2 separate regions of the Zea mays genome follow, and region 2 is linked to region 1. The links are chromatin contacts, called in public Hi-C maps. All regions are on one chromosome and are shown on one strand. Each heading gives the region's core, a stretch centred on a gene start, on an enhancer-like site or on the middle of the called end of the contact. The rest is flanking DNA. Distances are from core to core; before and after follow the strand shown. Region 1 holds the start of LOC103654524 (T-complex protein 1 subunit theta-like). Region 2 holds the start of LOC100273853 (putative H/ACA ribonucleoprotein complex subunit family protein).

Evidence for each region. Hi-C and Micro-C count contacts between places; a contact is called where the count stands out from the background.
Region 2: a Hi-C map of ear shows a contact between it and region 1, with 4 times the contacts expected there. The contact joins the promoter of LOC100273853 here to the promoter of LOC103654524 in region 1. A contact is called at or near these places in 2 of 25 Hi-C or Micro-C datasets (ear and tassel).

What each region holds. Positions count from the first base shown.
Region 1 is chr4:207,677,494-207,680,622 of Zm-B73-REFERENCE-NAM-5.0, forward strand. It overlaps LOC103654524 (T-complex protein 1 subunit theta-like), which reads right to left and starts at 1,519. Exons shown (of 13, transcript NM_001346836.1): 1 at 1,319-1,519; 2 at 618-880; 3 at 378-524; 4 at 122-283. The coding sequence starts at 1,472.
Region 2 is chr4:207,891,773-207,894,803 of Zm-B73-REFERENCE-NAM-5.0, forward strand. It overlaps LOC100273853 (putative H/ACA ribonucleoprotein complex subunit family protein), which reads left to right and starts at 1,282. Exons shown (of 4, transcript NM_001365801.1): 1 at 1,282-1,518; 2 at 1,633-1,781; 3 at 2,163-2,278. The coding sequence starts at 1,362. LOC100276768 (XS domain containing protein expressed) reads right to left here and starts at 1,076. Exons shown (of 3, transcript NM_001150482.2): 1 at 38-1,076. The coding sequence starts at 924.

The DNA of each region.
Region 1 (3,129 bases), core at 269-2,768:
CTCCATCCATGGCCCATTTCATCATTTAAAGAACTTCAAAGTCAATAGAAAAGAAGGGCATAGAACTTTGACAGGTATAACCAGTGTGAAATGTGAATGAAAAGTAGCATTTTTAGCGTACCTTTGCCTTCTCCGCCCTTTTGATGCTACCAACAGCATCATTTTTCAGAACCATCCCACGGACCACAGAAGAATTGTGCAAACCACCTCCAAGTAGCTTAGCCACTCTAACATTGTCAACATTAAAGTTTGCAGGATTTTTGGGGCAAACTTGAATGCAGGCCTAAAAAAGTTACAACCCACTATTAGCTGATATCAGTATGATGTGTGTGGGGAAAAAAGCAAAGTTCCCTGTAAGCTGGTATGTATTATCTTACATCAGCCACAAGAGGGCACAGCATATCCTCCTGGCCAAACTGCTTGCTTGCGACAGCAGATCTCATCCTCAACACAACATCCTCCTTGTTTCTTACGTCCATGTTCTCTGAGCCTTTCTCAACAAGATCCTCTAAAATTTCAATTGTCTGCATACCAAATACAAAGCACAAAGGACCTGCTATCAGACTGCATGTCAATGTTGTACAGAAGCCTACAGGAGTCGGGGGGAGGGGTGTCACCTTGTTGATGGCTTTGGTGTAGCCAATGATGATCTCACTCGGATGCAAGCCCATCCTGATGAGCTCCTCAGCCTTCTCAAGCAGTTCACCAGCAAACGATATGGTGAGATTGGCTCCATCCCCAATCTCCTCCTGTTGAGCCTTGGCAGCCAGTACCAGGATTTTAGCAGCCGGGTGCTGAACCTCAAGCTCATTCACGATGGTGGCAGCATCGTTTGTGACAAACAGCTTGTCCAAGTGATTGATAACCATCTTGTTCATTCCTACATAAAAAAACAAGTAAAACTACGACATCAAGCAGTCGATCACTAGAAGGTTTCAGCATCTAAGTAAATTTTGTCAGACACAAAACGTATTGCAAAAGACTAGTAGTACTATAGACAAACTAATTGCTCGTAATCCAAACATTGTACACGACTAAAGCCAAATGTGATTTAAAACGACCACCACTGTGCAACACCGCCTCACACTACTCAAACACTCGTCAGCCGTATCCCAATAAGCTCCAACAACCAGGCCACTCCTCACTCCAGATCCTCTCAATCCCTGCCCGCTCCCCAACAGCTCGATCCGGCAGCCTCACGCTACCCCACCGAGGACTGAACACGCTATCCTCGCTGCAGATCCTCTCACTCGATTAACCGCCACCGAGCCCACAACCCGCGCCAACGAAACGAAGGAGCACGCGGAGCACGACTCACCGTTGGGGCCCAGGGATGTGCGCGTGATGGCGGAGAGCTCGCGGCAGGCGTCGATGTTCTTGAGCACGGCCTCCTCGAGCCCGGAGAGGTGGCGGTGGCCTTCCTTGAGCATCGACTGGATCCCATAGCCCGCCATCGAGCCGAGCCCCACCATCGTCGTCTCCGGCTGGGTGTGGGGGCGTTGGTCTGGCGGCAGGCGACAGCGCCGGAGGCGAGGCGGATCGGGGGGAAAGTTTAAACCCTACTAGTGTCCGCTGCTTTGGGAGTGCGAGTGCCGGGGCTGGATGCGGAGTCCGGGGAGGCGGCGAGACGCGGAGGCCACCAAGGTGTTCTAGAATCGTTGGGAGTTGGGAGAGAAAGGGAAGGAAAGCCCTAGGTGGCCGTCGAAGCCTGCTGGGCTTGTTGGGCTGGAGGTTTGTTAGAACTTGGGATTTATTTATTTATTTATTTATAATATATGTTTTTTATATTTGTGATTTGTAAAAAATGCTTGAGTAAAAATGCATAAAGATACCACTACTGTAGGATCTAGGACATCGGTTAGATGGGATGAATAGACGGTTTTGACTAGGATTAAAGATACTAGAAAAATTTAATCAATACGACAAGAGATATAAATTCTCTAGCTACTAGAAATATGCAACTAATGTGAAACAACAATATCAAAGCTAGAAATGAATGACAACTCAATAATCACTAACTACTTGCAATTGAAACAAGTAAGAGATAAAAAGAGACATCGAAATTTTCTCCGTGGTATCTGTGATTTGTCGATCACCCCAAATCGACATTGAGGTGGACTCCAAATTCTCATCTGCCTGTCTATCAAGACACAGCTTGATCTTTGAGCTAAGGAAACAAGAATCACTCAATACCTCGGTTCCACCAGCGTCTCCTTTGTCGCTTGGCGGGGTAAGCGCAAACCCCTCACAATCACCATCGCGACTGCCCCATAATCTTCACGGAGTGCTGGACGGAGACACCACTGAGTTGTTTAGAAGGCGGCAACCTCCAAGAGTAACAAGCCGATGACGCATGCACGGTGTACCACCTAGTGTATCAAAGATCACCAAATGATGCAAATGCACTAGGAACACTCAATCTCCTACTAGAATGCAATCTCAAGCAAAGAGTGTGAGAGAGCGAGTAGGAGGGTCACTTTAATGGTGCTCAAAAATTTCGGTCTGCTTCTAAAATCGGTCGTAACTTATGCTAAATAACATGAATATCATTTTACATTCACGGTTTTTTCATGTTTGGAGTCACTTGCAGTTCAAATCTAAATTATCCGAGGAAATTCTATTAAACGAACAAAATCTAATAGTTATAGCAAACATTTTTATAATTGTGTCAAAATAGAACATGTGAGTCTACATAGCGTAGGAACAAACCACAAAAAGTTTGGTTGGGAAAAGGAAAAAAATAAAAATATACTTTGTCGAGTGTCCACTATTGGCACTCGGCAAAGCATGGTTTGCCTAGTGTCTCCCGGGCGACACTCGGAAAAGTAAATTCTTTATCGAGTGCCAATGCCTGGCACTCGACAAAGGTAACGGCTGTCAACTATAGACGACTGTTGACGGCCCTTTATCGAGCGCCATCATTCGCCGAGTGTGTGACACTATGTCGAGTGTCCTACTCTTGGTAAACGGGGTCGTTACCAAGAGTGTGACTTTGCCGAGTGCCCGACAAAAAACACTCGCAAAGAGCGGGATTCCGATAGTGTCTCGGACATCATGATGTAACCAAATCAATACCTCTTTATGTTATTATTTGAGCACGTGTGATGATGTCCAGTTATGTAATTGTTG
Region 2 (3,031 bases), core at 32-2,531, 210 kb after region 1:
TAAGACAAGAACAGGGCTTTCAGATTTTTCAGCATACCTTTGACATACAGGGCACTTCAGCTGGGAAAGCTTCCCATTGGCCCAGTAATTCTTCTTATCCGCTTCATTCTCATTCATCAGTTTCACCATCTTAAGAAAGGCGCTCTTCAGCACCTTCGGGTCCACCCCCGTCTCCTCCACCTTCACCTGCTTCTCCACTTTCATCTGCTTCGCAGCATGCGCCTCAGACTTCTTCTGCAGCGTGCTTACGGAGGACTCCCAGGGCACAACACCATTGACCTGATCCTCCCACTTCCGTTTCGGAACAGGCAGCGGAAGCAGCCCGGCAGCGGGCAGGAGTGTAGGCATGGGTGGCGGAGGAGCCCACCGCTCGAGGGACGGGCGCGGCAGGGGCAGTGGGGGCGGTGGCGGCGCTAAGAGATGCGCGGGTATCGGCGGCGGCGGCTGGCGGAGCTGCGGCGGCGGCTCGCGCGGGAGAGCGAAGTAGGTGCGCACGGTGCCGTCAGAGAGCGCGACGGTGCGGCGGTCGAGGTCCTCCAGCCCGTACCGCGGTGGCGGCGGGATGGCTGCTATCACCGCCTCCACCGCGGCTACGGTGAGCAGCGGCCGCGACGGGGGCAGGGGCGGCAGAAGAGGCGACGCGCCGGGCGGAGGGTGGTGCTGCTCGTGAGGGTGAGGGAGCGGCGAGGGGACCAGAGGCGAGCGGCTGGCCTCCCCGTTGACGCTCGGGGTAGGCTCTGGGGGCGCGGAGGCGGCAGCGGCGTTGCCCGGGTTGGTCCGCTTGTTTGGGTTGGGGTCGGCGGCGGACGTCGAAGAGGACGACGCCTTGGAGGCAGCGACCTGCGGGTTCTGCGACGCCGCGGTGGGCGCCGCGGGCGGAGGCAGCGGCGTGGACTTGACCTGCGGATTGGCGGCGGACATCATGCCGGAGGATTTCTAGGGTTTCGTCGGGATTGGAAGTCGATTTTGGGGAAAAAGGGCTGGACTTGGTGGCTACATGGAGTACATGCGATGTGAGATAGATCGACTTTGACGAGTAGGACCAGATGTCATAGACACGTGAAGAGAACAGCCTCACTTGCTTCGGTCGATTACGCGATCTTTGAGGACACACATCAACGGCAAGGACTCTGGGCGTCCACATCACCGTCCACTGATCCTCTACCCGGCAGAACCACCGATCCAACGGCCACCATCCTGGGCCCACCTGTCAGCCTCCTAATGCACCACACCAAAACCCCGCGCCCGCCATGCTAAAACCCTAATAAACCCTGCACCTCCATCGCACCCTCTCCGCCGCCAAGACCATCCTCGCATCCGGGTTGCCAGCTCTCCTTGAGCCCAGAAGCACACCGCGCGCCATGCGACCACCGAGAGGGCGAGGCGGTGGTGGCCGGTTCGGCGGAGGAGGAGGCCGGGGCCGCGGCGGGGGCCGATTCAGCGGTGGTGGCCGAGGTGGCGGCGGGGGCCGCTTCGGCGGCGGGTTCCGCGACGAGGGCCCGCCCGCGGAGGTCGTCGGTCGGTGCCACCCATACTCCTACCCACTCCCCGTCAGGGTATTGGCTCCTTTTCTGGTATTCTCGTTTTTTTCTGACCTTCTGGTGGGGTTTCTGTCTGTCTTGGCGTGCGCAGAGGTTTCGACGTTCCTGCACGCGTGCGAGGGGGAGGCGGTGACGAAGCTCACCAACGAGAAGGTGCCCTACTTCAACGCGCCCATCTATCTGCAGAACAAGACCCAGATCGGCAAGGTTGAAGAGATCTTCGGCCCCATCAACGAATCCGTGAGCACCTCCTCGCCTCCCTAATCTAAAAAAAACTACTCTTTTTTACGTCCTCGTGGGTACTCGAGGTTGTGGTGCATTTCTAATGTGGTAAGAGCAATAATATTGGCGTAGCTTGTTGAAGGTGTTTTGCTTAGAGACGGTGAGGATTTGGTGCGCGATTTTGCATATTTGTAGTCTTGTAGTGAGGTCCTTGTTGTAATAGCAGTGCACCAAGATTTTGGGATATGTTGCCACATTTGTACTGTAAAACGACGACACGGAGCATGATATTCTGATGTGTCATTTAGTAAGGCAACTCTTGTTGAGGGAACTTTGGAATTTCTGCTTTAGCTATGCTACTAATGTTATCGTGAATATGATCTTTTTTTGTATGTGTAGTATTTCTCTGTGAAGATGATGGAGGGGATCATTGCAACATCGTACAATGAAGGCGACAAGTTCTATATCGACCCAATGAAATTGCTGCCGCTCTCACGCTTCCTGCCACAACCAAAGTATGAGCTCGTTGTTGTTTATGCTGCATTGTTTGCTTGCCATTTTGTGAAAATGGACCCAAGATGCCTCATTCATTTGTTTTTTTTTTTTTGCACTTGATAAGTTCACACCTACTAATTTAAACAATTTGTGTTTTAACTTATTTAAATTGTGTGAAATCGTGAAAAAATGTCAAACCTCTCTGTTAAGATACTAATTGTTGTCTTCTTACCTTGTGGTTAAATAATCATTAAAATTTATGACATCATGATTAAGTCAATAACGACACTATTTTAATATGCATGTCTAGCTTGCGTTGAAATGTTGCTTCTAACTTCTAAGTCACCAACTGGTGTTAGGGTCGTGATTATCCTCTCCCTTTGTGTTATGGATCATAAATTTGGGGGAAGTTCTAAAGAAATAGGTAGCGGACCTAGCCAGGACTTTTTGCAATTTAGTCATTCTTGTCAACGATCGGTTGTGGTGACAGGACACGTGGCGCTGAGCTAGCCGCCATGTAGGCTCAAGTGCAGCAACCCGTGCCATAAATCACGGAGCCAAGAAAAGGGTCTAAAACGGCATTAAGTCGTCTATGGGGCTAAACATGCTTTTTTTGGCGGACCTAGCATAGAGGGGTGGGCACAATGATTAATGAAATGCAGTACAGCTCTTCTGCATCATTTGAGAAAAAATATATACAAGTAAACAAGGTGCTCATAGGTTTCTAATGCCTCACAGTATAATTATATTATATCTCGTGTGGAGTTATTTAC